Regions from separate parts of the Zea mays genome. Here region 1 is linked to region 2. The links are chromatin contacts, called in public Hi-C maps. All regions are on one chromosome and are shown on one strand. The core of a region is the stretch at or near the end of the contact, and the rest is flanking DNA. Distances in the headings are between cores, read along the strand shown.

Evidence for each region. Hi-C and Micro-C count contacts between places; a contact is called where the count stands out from the background.
Region 1: a Hi-C map of tassel shows a contact between it and region 2, with 2.2 times the contacts expected there. The contact joins the promoter of LOC103647548 here to the promoter of LOC100286241 in region 2. A contact is called at or near these places in 4 of 25 Hi-C or Micro-C datasets (ear, endosperm, leaf and 1 more).

Annotation. Positions count from the first base shown.
Region 1 is chr2:195,630,949-195,637,406 of Zm-B73-REFERENCE-NAM-5.0, reverse strand. LOC103647548 reads right to left here and starts at 2,127. Exons shown (of 10, transcript XM_023301681.2): 1 at 1,499-2,127; 2 at 664-1,326; 3 at 1-426. The coding sequence starts at 1,296. LOC100191922 (3-hydroxy-3-methylglutaryl-coenzyme A reductase 2) reads right to left here. Exons shown (of 4, transcript NM_001137346.1): 4 at 6,075-6,458.
Region 2 is chr2:195,376,344-195,383,010 of Zm-B73-REFERENCE-NAM-5.0, reverse strand. It overlaps LOC100286241 (heat shock 70 kDa protein), which reads left to right and starts at 1,781. Exons shown (of 5, transcript NM_001159129.1): 1 at 1,781-2,000; 2 at 2,158-2,225; 3 at 2,324-2,402; 4 at 2,647-3,213; 5 at 3,300-4,734. The coding sequence starts at 1,929. The coding sequence ends at 4,559.

The sequences.
Region 1 (6,458 bases), core at 878-3,377, 250 kb before region 2:
GGCACAAAGATGCCCATTTGCCATCAGCACATCTGCCCTACCTACGCCCTGCACCACGATCTCCACAACAACAGTGTTGCTCTCTTTTTGTTCGCTATCCTCTCCATAAACCTCAGACTCAATGTCAGCAGAACCAGACTCAGTAAAAGTTAGCAGATCATCGTGCCCGCAGGACTCCACAGCAGCATCCTCTTGACTGTCAGGCTCAGTAGCAGCTACAAATGAATCAGCCGCCATGTCGACACAAAGATGCTCATTCTCCACCAAAGCACTTGCCCCAACTGTACCCTGCTGCTGTGGCTCCACACCATCAGTGATACTCTGTTCTTTGCTATCCTCTCTAATAACCTCGGACTCCACGGCAGCAGAACAAGACTTGGGAGACGTTAGGGCATCATCATGGCCAGAGGACATCACAGCAGCATCCTCTTGACTGTCAGGCTCATTGGCAGCTACAAATGAATCAGCCATCATGTCGGCACAAAGATGCTCATTCTCCACCAAAGTACTTGCCCCAACTGTACCCTGCTGCTGTGGCTCCACACCATCAGTGATACTCTGTTCTTTGCTATCCTCTCTAATAACCTCGGACTCCACGGCAGCAGAACAAGACTTGGGAGACGTTAGGGCATCATCATGGCCAGAGGACATCACAGCAGCATCTTCATCCTGCTCTGTACTAGCTTCCTGATGCACCACCGCTTCAACGGCATCAACAACAGCACTACCATCCACTGTGCCCTCCTTGTCTTCAACCTCAGAATCCACATAGTGTGCCTCAGAGTCAGCACTGGTGATGGTAGGTTCGCATTCACGGGACGCCAGAGCAGCTGCCCCACTGTCCTCTTCACCAACAGCCTCCTGCTGCGCCACTTCGGCAACACAATCGGAACTTGGGTCACCTCTGCTCTCATCCGCGCTACCCTCAGACCCGTCGGAAGCACGATCACCCCCGTCCGCCGACGAAGCACCGAGTGCCGCACCCTGAGCACCAACTTGCCCTTCGGCGGTCCCGTGATCTCCGGCCACGGCCGCGTCCGGAGCTGCATTGAAGGTGGGCACGTCGTCCTCCTCGGATGCAGGGTCCTCGTCGGGCGCCTTGCCCAGATCTGAGCCAGGCTCGGAGTGCCCGTCGGAATCGCCGCCGTTCACGATCAAGAACGGCCCGCCGACGTCCTCGCCCTCGCGCTCCCCGACCGGCTTCTCCTCCAGGGACACGGCCACCACCTTCTCCGGCGCGAATTCCGCCTTCAGCGCCTCGCCGGCGCCGTTGCACGCCGTCCCCTCCGCCGTCATTGCTGCTCTCCCGCGGATCGCGCCACGACCCTGCACACAACAATAAAACATGTCCTTTGTTAGACGCCAGAGCCATACACCCCACGACACAGATCGGGGATCAGAGATACTCTGTATTAACCACTTCCAAGGCTCCAACAGCACCTTCACGACGCAAAACCCAGAGCTCGCAGAGAGATCAAGAGGGGTGAGAAGCACTTACAGCCGACGACGGCGGGGCGGATCCGGGAGCTCCTCCTCCCCCTCGGCCACCTCCGCACCGAAGCGAAGAAGCGATCTGGGCGCGGGGGACCCCGATCGGCGAGGGAGGTGGGGCAAGGTGAGAAATGGATCTGTCTCTACCTGGCCGTCGCGCGTGTTTTCTGTTGTTGTGTGCGCTTTCGGAACGAGAGGTTTTTGAGGACGCGATTTAGCATTAAATCATTTTGGGATCTGAATTTATACGGAGTACGATAACCTTGCCGTATAATTCCGCATCGCAAGACGCGGTTAGCGGCTACTTTAGCCGCGTTTGTCAGAATCTGATATTTATCATTATAAAAAAACATATTATAAAATTGTCATCGGAACCATATTTTATGGATTCCATAATCCATTGTCATAGTAGTAATTATAGCAAGGAGGCAACATTTCAAATGGCAAACTATCAATTATTTCGACGCGTTTTGGCAAACTGACTCGCCTCATCTGCATCGACTCCAACAATCTCGATCAGCCGAGCGAGCTAAATACGCTTTCTAGCTCTAACAAAAAATTTAAACATATTTAGCGAAACTTACATATACCATTATACTTACTAAAAAAACTTGCCTACCCAGCGAGCCCAATGTGTTCTTGATAACACATTTCCAAATTCCGTTCTCCCACACGGTGTCGCACCTCGTAGATGTCAACGTTCGCCACCGGGGCACGCTCATCCACCTCCATCCAATGACCCCGCAACCGCCCCTCCTTCTGCTCCTCACCATAGCCTTGCTCGCGGATGGAGAACAATCATGTTCACGCTCGTCGCCTCGACCACCACCACCACCATCCGTGTGTGTCGTGGAGCTCAACGACACCGTCTACTATGTGTCGTCCATCATCACCTTCGTAGAGCCCTATGTGGTACGAGGTTTCGTGTGCGGCCTACGGACAGGGGTGTCGTGCCCTCTTCTGGTGGTCGTCCACACTGGCACCACGGTAGGGGCGGCTCTACGCGGACCTCGCCGTCGGCGGCGATTATGTGGCGGCCTACGACGCCTCTACCTCCGAGAGGGTCATATGCTGGCGTTGCAGGGGTCGGTTCCCCACGCAAGGCGATAGTGTGTTCCACTCCCTTGTCTCCAGGGAAGGCTTCTCCTCCACTATCGAGACCAAGGCTATACACACTCTAAATTTATACTCTAGAAGTGTTCTATACTTGTCAGCAAAATTATCTACTCTAGGGCTCACAGGGTAGCCCCGTGGAGGCGGGCCTCGCAAACTATGTCGCCCCCATACCTCACGGAGGGTGCCTACTGTGTCTGTCCTCACCTTCGGCGTCCTGCTCGAGCTTGGACGCAGGGGGCAATGTCCCCCTAATGCTCCTATAACTATGTAGGACATGTTATTTTTTAGCTAATAATCTTGTAAATAGTGTAAAAAATCCTTCTAACAGTTCCTTAATCTAATTTGGTCAGCCCTAATTTTAGATCCTGCTTCTCCCCTGCTTGGACGTCGGCGCCGCGATCGGCTCAGCCCGCGTTGCCGCGGGACCTCTTCAGCTACAGTCTCGCCGTCGACGACTCCCACGCGTGCGCGCTCCGCCGACGGCCGACACAAACGACAACGGTGGGCCCTGCGGGTGGATGGCCCGGCCTCTGCGCCATAAGTTTCTGCGTTCCTGACTTTTTTTTTTGTTACCGTCCGATCTCAATAAAAAAAAACTGGATTTACTAACGGTTGTGTTGGCAAAAAGAAAAACGGGATCTTTTATAGTATAGTTTTTTTGGACAGTGCGTGGACGAGAATTCTGCCTGACAAGGACGTTGACGTCCGCATGGCATCGGGATCGCGCTGCCCGCAAAGGCACGCACGGGTCATATTCCCCTCCAGTGCACCAATCGCGCCGCTCTCTCACCGCCACAGCAGCAAGTCTAATCTGACCGACCGACCGCGCTGGCACGCAGCACGGACTGCTGCGGTGAAGGGAAGCCTCGTGACGGGCTGGAGTGGACGAGTGGTGCTCTTTCTTCGCCGTCGCTTTCGGCGAGGCCCGCAAGCAAGCAAGGCAGGCAGGCAGGCGTGCACGCACCGGACGGAATCGTCGGGTCGTTCCACACACCAGCGGAGTCCGGACGACAGCGACGTGGATTAGAAGTTGGAAAGAAACTCTGTATCCGGCCGGCCCCAAGCCCAACGATGAGTTTGACTCTGTGGCACCCAAGCTGCCCGGCATGTTGCTAGCTTTCGCTGTTTTTTTTGTTGGTACTGGCTACAGGCACCACGACGCAGCAATACTTTTATCAAGGAAAAAAAAAGGCAGTAGCAGACATCAATACCTCATATATCCAGCATTTCTGTATGAAAAGAAAAAAACGCACCTGATAGTCTGGTACCCAGGCACCCAGCACCACACCGTGGACGCGCCGATTTCTTGAGGAAAAATTCGTTTCCGAAGCAAGTCAAGTGCCGGGTTCTTCCTTGCACGGAAGTCCATTTTCTAATCAGACGGCTCACGAGCAAGTGAGGAGGAGCCGTTTCACGCACCATCTGTTTGGTTACCCGCACCGTCTCGTCTTAGACCAGCGTATGCATTGACTCTATCTAAGCTCCTGTTTGGTTGCCTGTACAAGGGAGACGCAAGCTACATAAACGGATGCAAAACAAGTTATTTTATAGATATTTGATTACATCCACTCGTACGCAGAAAATTACCGTATCAGATCAGTCAGGATCACCCGCGCATGCGCGTCCGGATACAGGCATCCAATCAGGCACGCAGTGTAAGGACGGCCTCCTACCGCCCGCCCCGCCGCCGCATGCAGGCCGCGGCGTCGAGCGCGCGTGAGTTTGACGTCACGAAACGATCGGATCGGATGCATGATGCTTGATGCGTCACACAGGAGAAGGGAGAACGCTCAGGATCAGACCAGAAAGGCGCATGCCTTTGGCACGCGATCGACGACAGCGAGCAGCTTGCCAAGGAGGGGCGCGGTGGCAGCTAGCTGCCGGCCTAAAAATAGGTGAGAACAAAAGAAACGAAGATCTTGCGTCACGACCACATCATCAGTCACCGTCAGACACATCTAGAGTCAGTCTTAGACAAAACGGGCGGCCCATACCGTCACACGGACTTTCCGCGTGGCCACGCTCGGGATCCAAAACATTTCTTAATGGGGCAAGACAAATCACAAAACTCGGCCCATACGTTGAGCCCGGCCTCCAAGGTTCGACTGCGCACAAAAGATAACAAGGATGTGTTGTACTTGTACACTACCAAAAGTCCAAAACTCGGCCCAGATGTTACACGCGCCCATCCTGTTAAGTACCATATCACCACGAATCATTAGATTCCATCCCTTGCTTTCCATCAGCAGATTAGACGTGATAATATATGGAAGACATGTCTCTCTTTCCAGAAACAGGACAGACACAGTATATATAGTCGAGCTTTTGACATATTTCTCTTCTATATTTCATATAAGGGGTATAAGTTTTATATATAGAGACATAATATCTCTCAGAGGTATATTCGGTATGAGCCCACCAAACCTTAGGGTTAGGTTTCCACGTCATTATTGCTCGATGGAATCTCCCTCAAATTTCTAATATCCTTGCGTCACAAAAGAGACGACTCCTGCTTGTCTAGGGCTCTAGGCAAAACCTCCGGATCCCTATAGACGGACAAGTCTTGACGGCCGATAGAAAGGCATCAGGCTTTGCTAAAGTATATCAGCTTAGAGTATCTCCCGTAGTTCTACAAACATCCCTACAATTAATTTAGGACGTTATTAACCCAAAATTATGCTCCAACGGTTTCTTAAATAAGGTCTTTAAATATACCAACTTTCTAAATATCTTTATTTTAGTCCCCATACTTAAAGAGTTGTCCGACACTCCCAACAACATATTTTACGTTTCAGTCACTTGTATGTCATTGAGTTCACGCTATATATAAACGATGCACTTTGAATAATTTGAGTGGTGCAAAGAATAATTTCACTATTCTTGTTTGATAAATCTAAAGATGATCCATCCAGAAAAAATAGATAAAAACAACCGACAAACACTTATACGAATGAAAAATAGTAATTAAGAGAATAATAATGATTATTGAACTTTATCGTATAAATAAAACCAAATTTAAAGCTGCAAATAATAACTATAAAAAGGCAGTAGTATAATTTAAAAATATTTAACAACATAATAATTGAGAGCTATTGAATGTTAAAGTAGTTTTTCTCGTGTATTTTTTAGGAAACTAATGGAGATGCTGTTGATAACAAAAATAGGACCGGAGCATGCTATTGAGATGAGCACCATATAGAGCGTCTCTTAAGCTGTCTCTAGAGGTTAAGTGAAAAAAATTTAAGAGATAGGCTCTTTACAAAGAGCTCCTTTTCACGACTTTCTATATTTATTGTTTTTTAACCGTATTCATGATTTAGGAACTTTATACCCTGCAGTCTTTTAATCTTCTCTTGTATTTAGAAAATCATTTTAGAATCTCCAACAAAAAGAATGTGTCCTTTGACACAGAAAATAGGAATGACAAAACACTCTCATCGTACCGTACCATTTTACCACATATATTTCTTAGATAAATGCAAAACACAGCTCTACATATATTTCTTAGATAAATGCAAAACACAGCTCTTTATTTTTATTATTCCATTTACATTTCGTACTTTAATCAACTACACCACCGACTGCACTGACGGCTTGGACTCAGAACGACTGGATAAAAGTAAATTTACAAAGCTGAAATACAAAGCACCCGGCAGTTGCTCCGCAAAAATTTTCTGCGGCAAAGCAGAGATCACGTGGGTCACTGGATGCGCCACTGTGATGCAAGCTTGGGACAAACCCATGGTCAGATTCTCCGCCCATGGACGGGCAAAACTAGATGCAGGCGGGGTCAACGAGTGTAGTGTAGAGGAACTATAACGACAACATCAACGAATTAAATAGGTCATACT
Region 2 (6,667 bases), core at 532-3,031:
TGGGGCTGAGCCCGAGTCCGAGCCCTGGGTCGGGCGGAGCGGAGTTCGTCGTCTTCCGGGGCCTAGCCCGAGTCCGAGCCCTAGGTCGGGCGGAGCGGAGTTCGCCGTCTTCCGGGGCCTAGCCCGAGTCCGAGCCCTGGGTCGGGCGGAGCGGAGTTCACCGTCTTCCGGGGCCTAGCCCGAGTCCGAGCCCTGGGTCGGGCGGAGCGGAGTGCGCCGTCTTCCGGGGCCTAGCCCGAGTCCGAGCCCTGGGTCGGGCAGAGCGGAGTTCGCCGTCTTCCGGGGCTTAGCCCGAGTCCGAGCCCTGGGTCGGGCGGAGCGGAGTTCGCCGTCTTCCGGGGCTTAGCCCGAGTCCGAGCCCTGGGTCGGGCGGTGCGGAGTTCGCCGTCTTCCGGGGCTTAGCCCAAGTCTGAGCCCTGGGTCGGGCGGTGCGGAGTTCGCCGTCTTCTGGGGCTTAGCCCGAGTCCGAGCCCTGGGTCGGGCGGAGCGGAGTTTCCTATGGCGCCTTCGGCAAGGCCTGACTGCCTGTCAGTCTCACTCTGTCAAGTGACACTGCAGTCGGAGTGGCGCAGGCGGCGCTATCCTTCTGTCAGACCGGTCAGTGGAGCGGCGAAGTGACGACGGTCACTTCGGCTCTGCCGGGGGGCGCGCGTCAGGATAAAGGTGTCAGACCACCTTTGCGTTAAATGCTCCTGCGACTCGGTCGGTCGGCGCGGCGATTTAGTCAGGGTTGCTTCTTAGCGAAGGCAATGCCTCGGGCGAGCCAGAGATGTGTCCGCCGTTAAAGGGGGGCCTCGGGCGAGACGGAAATCCCTCGGGGTCGGCTGCCCTTGCCCGAGGCTAGGCTCGGGCGAGGCGTGATCGAGTCACTCGTATGGACTGATCCCTGACTTAATCGCACCCATCAGGCCTCTGCAGCTTTATGCTGATGGGGGTTACCAGCTGAGAATTAGGCGTCTTGAGGGTACCCCTAATTATGGTCCCCGACACGACTGATAAGACCGATAAATCGGTCATTGAATTGATAAATCGACAATACGTGTGAAGAAATCAAACCACTTGTCATTTAGCAAATAAAATATATTGAGATCACAAAGTTTAAAGAAAAGATTGCCCAAATGTTATCACAAGTTAAAAGATTTGAGGCTAAAAGAAAGAAAATCCTCAAAACCTAACTACTAGAGGCCACCAGTTTATCTCTAACTAAGACCGATTAATCGACTATTCGGTAAAATCAATTGCTTTTTATTTTTTTGAAACTTGTTTGATTTTTAGTTTAAAATACGTAGTGTGTTTTCAAATTTGGTTTCAGGGAATATCTTAAAACAATCCATAGTATTTATAGAAAAGCCGACATCAAATTTGTTCAGAATTTATAAAATATCCCAAATTTAATTGGGTAAACCGGTGATATGGTTAAACCGTCATGGACGGATTACTGATTAATCGGTCGGTTAGCTGGATTTATCGATTGGTTTGATAATTTTTACTCCACATAGTCAGATTCTTATAAAAAAACTTAGAAGAAAAAAAGTTTAACTAAACAGACCCATAGATGGGAGTGATTACCATTTTTCAAGCACCGACGAGAGAATCTATCCACCATATACGATGATCGGCGCACGATTGGAGTCCGAGTCCTGGAAAAGCCAGGCCCAACGGACGGTGGCGGGTTGATGCCGTCTAGAAGCTTCCACCCAGCCTCGTGGCCCACCGTCAGCCACAGACTTGCCCTGGTGAGAAATCACAGAAATGCCCCTGGCCACCATTTCTTTCCCCTCTCCCAAGCCAGTGCCGCGGACCGCGAGGGTTTTAAGAGAAGGCGGCGGCGCCGTTCACTAGGGTTTTTCCTGATCTCGCCTCCTCCTACTTCCCGAGCCACACACGCTGCCGCCGTGAGCCGCCGCCCACAAGGCTTAGCACCAACCATGGCCTTCGGAGCTCTCGTCACGTCGAGGCTGGTCAGGTCCGGCCACACCCTTGCATCTGCCGTTGCCCAGGTCCGTGCCACCTTTGTTCCCGTGAACCTGCTCTTTTCTTGCAGTTCGTGCGCCTTGGTCAAGGTCAATTTATGGCGTTTTGCCGTTTTCGCGCTGTCCTAACGATGTTAGATTGATCCGATGTGTTGATCTGTTCCCTGCTTTTGCCATTGATTAGGGTCCCGTTGCCCAGCGGATAGCACCTCCTCTGCTCTCCAGGCTTGGAGCAGTAGCTCGTCTTCTCAGGTAATTACGAACTGGAGATGTTTTGACATCAGTAGTTCCCTATCCATGGCAATTTGTTTCGTGCCTTTGCGGCGCCTAAGTTAATGTTCTGCATGCAGCACAAAGCCAGCCGCAACAGATGTCATCGGTATCGATCTAGGCACAACGAATTCCTGCGTCTCCGTCATGGAAGGAAAGGTACATTTTTCCCCAGTCCACTCTGAAATCTTCCATGTGACCATGTCCACTCTGAAATATGCCATTTTCCGTTATTTGTAAATGTGGTGTCGCTGTATCCATCCGTAGTAAATGTCGTAGTAGATGTCAATCATATTTACTTAACGTCACGTAGCTTCAAATTGCTGCAAATTGAGTACATGTTCAATGAGTTCTGTTTATGATGCTACTAGTCAGGAAATGATGGATGGATTTGCTTGTGTAGACACCACGGGTGATTGAAAATGCAGAAGGCGCGAGGACGACACCCTCCATTGTTGCCAAGAATCAGAATGGTGACCTGTTGATTGGTATCACAGCGAGCCGGCAGGCAGTAACCAATGCCCAGAACACAATCCGTGGGTCAAAGCGTCTGATCGGTAGGACTTTTGATGACCCACAGACCCAGAAGGAGATGAAGATGGTGCCTTACAAGATTGTCAAGGCGCCGAATGGTGATGCCTGGGTCGAGATGGGTGGCCAGCAGTACTCCCCTAGTCAGATTGGTGCATTTGTTCTCACTAAGATGAAGGAAACTGCAGAGGCTTACCTTGGCAAGACAGTCTCTAAGGCTGTTATTACTGTCCCAGCTTATTTTAATGATGCTCAACGCCAGGCTACCAAGGATGCTGGTAGGATTGCTGGACTGGAAGTTATGAGGATTATCAATGAGCCCACTGCTGCAGCTTTGTCTTATGGAATGAACAACAAGGAGGGCCTTATTGCAGTGTTTGACCTGGGTGGTGGCACATTTGATGTGTCAATCCTTGAGATATCAAATGGGGTTTTCGAGGTAATTTTCTTCTCATATCTTGCACAGATTCTCTATGCAGATGTTGAAATTGGTGTAGTAATTCTTAATTCTGACACCTTGTTCAGGTCAAGGCAACCAATGGTGATACTTTCCTTGGTGGTGAGGATTTTGATGGTGCACTGCTTGAGTATCTGGTTAGTGAGTTCAAGAAGTCAGACAACATTGATCTGAGCAAGGACAAGTTAGCACTGCAAAGGCTCAGGGAAGCTGCTGAGAAGGCCAAGGTTGAGCTTTCGTCCACTATGCAGACTGAAATCAACCTCCCATTTATCACTGCTGATGCATCTGGTGCAAAGCACTTCAACATTACCTTGACCAGATCTAAGTTTGAGTCTCTTGTGAGCAATCTCATTGAGAGGACTCGCATCCCTTGTGTGAACTGCCTCAAGGATGCTGGCATCTCTGCTAAGGAGATTGATGAGGTCCTACTGGTTGGTGGTATGACTAGAGTACCAAAGGTCCAGGAGGTTGTTTCTCAGATATTCAATAAGCCACCAAGCAAGGGTGTCAATCCTGATGAGGCTGTTGCCATGGGAGCTGCAATCCAGGGTGGCATTTTGAGGGGTGATGTGAAGGAGCTCCTTTTGCTGGATGTCACACCTCTCTCCCTTGGTATTGAGACCCTTGGTGGCATCTTCACAAGGCTAATTAACAGGAACACCACAATTCCAACCAAGAAGAGCCAGGTCTTCTCTACCGCTGCAGATAACCAGACACAGGTTGGAGTTAAGGTGCTTCAGGGTGAGAGGGAGATGGCTACAGATAATAAGCTCCTTGGTGAGTTCCAGCTTGAAGGCATTCCACCAGCCCCAAGAGGCATGCCCCAGATCGAGGTTACCTTTGACATTGATGCCAATGGCATTGTAAAGGTGTCAGCTAGGGACAAAGCCACAGGCAAAGAACAAGAAATCACCATCAAGTCTTCTGGTGGTTTGTCAGAGGTCGAAATTGAGAAGATGGTGAAGGAGGCCGAGCTACATTCTCAGAAGGACCAGGAAAGGAAGTCTCTTATTGATCTCAAGAACTCTGCAGATACCACGATCTACAGCATTGAGAAGAGTGTCAGCGAGTACAAGGACAAGGTCCCTGCTGAAGTCACCAAGGAGATCGAGTCTGCTGTCTCTGATCTGAGGGCAGCTATGGCTGAGGACGATCTGGACAAGATCAAGCAGAAGCTGGAAGCAGCAAACAAGGCTGTTTCAAAGATTGGAGAGCACATGCAACAAGGTGGCGGCAGCGGCAGCGCTGGCGGCAGCGGCAGCAGCAGTGGAGGAGACCAGACTCCAGAAGCTGAGTACCAGGACGCAAAGGAAGCCAAGATGTAGGTCGAACCTCCATCAAGTCTCTAGTTTTTGCATGTGCCCATTTAGGAAGTAAACTTACCTACCTCCGATTTCTTAGTTTTCTGTGAGGGTTAAGAGGACTGTAATTTTTGTTGCCAAATTTTGGGTCACGGATAAGATAAATTGAGGGGAACGGACCCATACGTTAATTGAACCATTTATATACTCCCGACGGCCTCTCAACTATTGTTTGTTGATCTTGGTTGTGTCGATAATAGGAATTATTTATATGGTTAACATACTTTGCTAGTTCAGTGTTCTACCTGCACATTGCAGCAATGCATATGCACTGGACACTGCAGTTATCCGTTGCTTCATTTGAGCAACGAAGTCCAGGAGAAATATTGCTCGCATCTTTGCGTTTTTATTCATGTCTATAATGTAAAAAATAGAATAACATATGGATCCTACGGAATCATTTTACAGCAAAAAAGAAGAAGCGTGCAGTATCTATCTGTTATGTAGAATGAGGTAATGAAATGTAATAGTTCCTCCTTTCCAAAACAGTAGTCGTTTTTAGCTCTTGGTTTTCATGTCTACATTCAAAAAATGGATGAAAATGAATCTATACACATATATAAAACACATACATTAAGTATTATATGAATCTATCTATTAATTAATTAAAACAATTTTAGTTTGGGACAGATGAAATATTATTTACAGTGCCTAGCTAACGCCCTGATACCTTTTTCATTCACTTAATGAAAAAAAAAGCTAACGCCCTGATTCCAAGCACATGGCAGCTATGCTGAAATTTCAAGGAGTAACAGTCGAGTTGGCTGTAGACAGCAACTTGTCCAATTCTTCCGGATTCTCATGTCCCCATGGAGGGGGGCATGAGCATGATCTTCCCCAACCTATCAAGCCTATCTGCAACATCCTTCACCGTTGGGCTATTCACACCACTCATCTCCAAGCACACAGCTCCGCTAACTCTGCAATCTCCTCCGGATACTCGATGTTCCCCCTGTTCTTCTTAAGCATGTTTCCCTACGTCGCATACAAAATCCTCATCGACAGACTCATGCCGTGCTCAGGCCCTCGTCTCCTTGTCGAGCTCTTTCTTGTGCTGCTCGTGGTCGTGGATCGTCACGGCTATCTCGTCTCCTTGTCGTTCTCGGACCAGGTAGGTGTGTGCCAGGCAGTCTCCTCCCAGCAGGGAAGGGAATTTTCCCTAACGCAACTTGTCCGGCGACCTTACGTACGTACGTACCAACAGCCGGCACCATCTAGGTTGACCTTTGAATTTTCACGCAAGCGCCATCGGTCATGTTTCTCTGTGGTGGTGGTGGGCATAAGGGTGGTAATGGATTGTGATCCATATGGTTCTTCACAAAATGTCAAGGCCCTAAATAAATTATAGTTCAAAAATAACTAGAAATAAAGCCCGATCCTAATCCGACTTGATCCTTAAATCTTATAGTGCAAAATTTACAGCCCATTGTCAGCCCTAGGTGGGCATGAACATGTGGAATTCCAGAGTGCGTTTTCGCATATTCCAGCCCAGACCAGCCCAGCCCAATAGCATGCTCGTTCTACGCGCCGGAACAGGCAAAGCAAGGCAGTGAACTAGCGCGCGTCATGACGTGAAGTCATCACTTCCGATCCCTTCGAATCAGTACACACGCTCAGCTCTCGCTCCTCTCCTGCGCCGTTCCTCCATTTATCTCCTCACAACAACTCAACAGGCAAACGATGCCCGGCCTGTAGTTTTAGCCAGGAAAAAAAAGAGAGAGAGACGCTTTCTCGGAGGCGACACCGACCATGCGCGGCTCCTGCCTGACAACTGCACAACGGACATGTTTGTTTTCTCCAAACCAAACCAAACCAAACCAAACCAACACGGCAACACCAACGAGCAACTCACACGTTCACAGGAGTGCTCCACGGGCTGCCTGCCCCCACCACTTTCACTTTCACCGCATTCATTTCATCGTCGCGCGCCCGCCGGCCGGGGCCCCGGGGCGGCGGACGAAGGACTTGAAGCCGCGGCAGTTACTTCCTCCTCTCTCTCTTTGTGTCTGTCTCTCCCCTCTTTACTCGGGGTCTTTACTCCATTGTAGCGCCCGGACCAGGCTACCCCACGA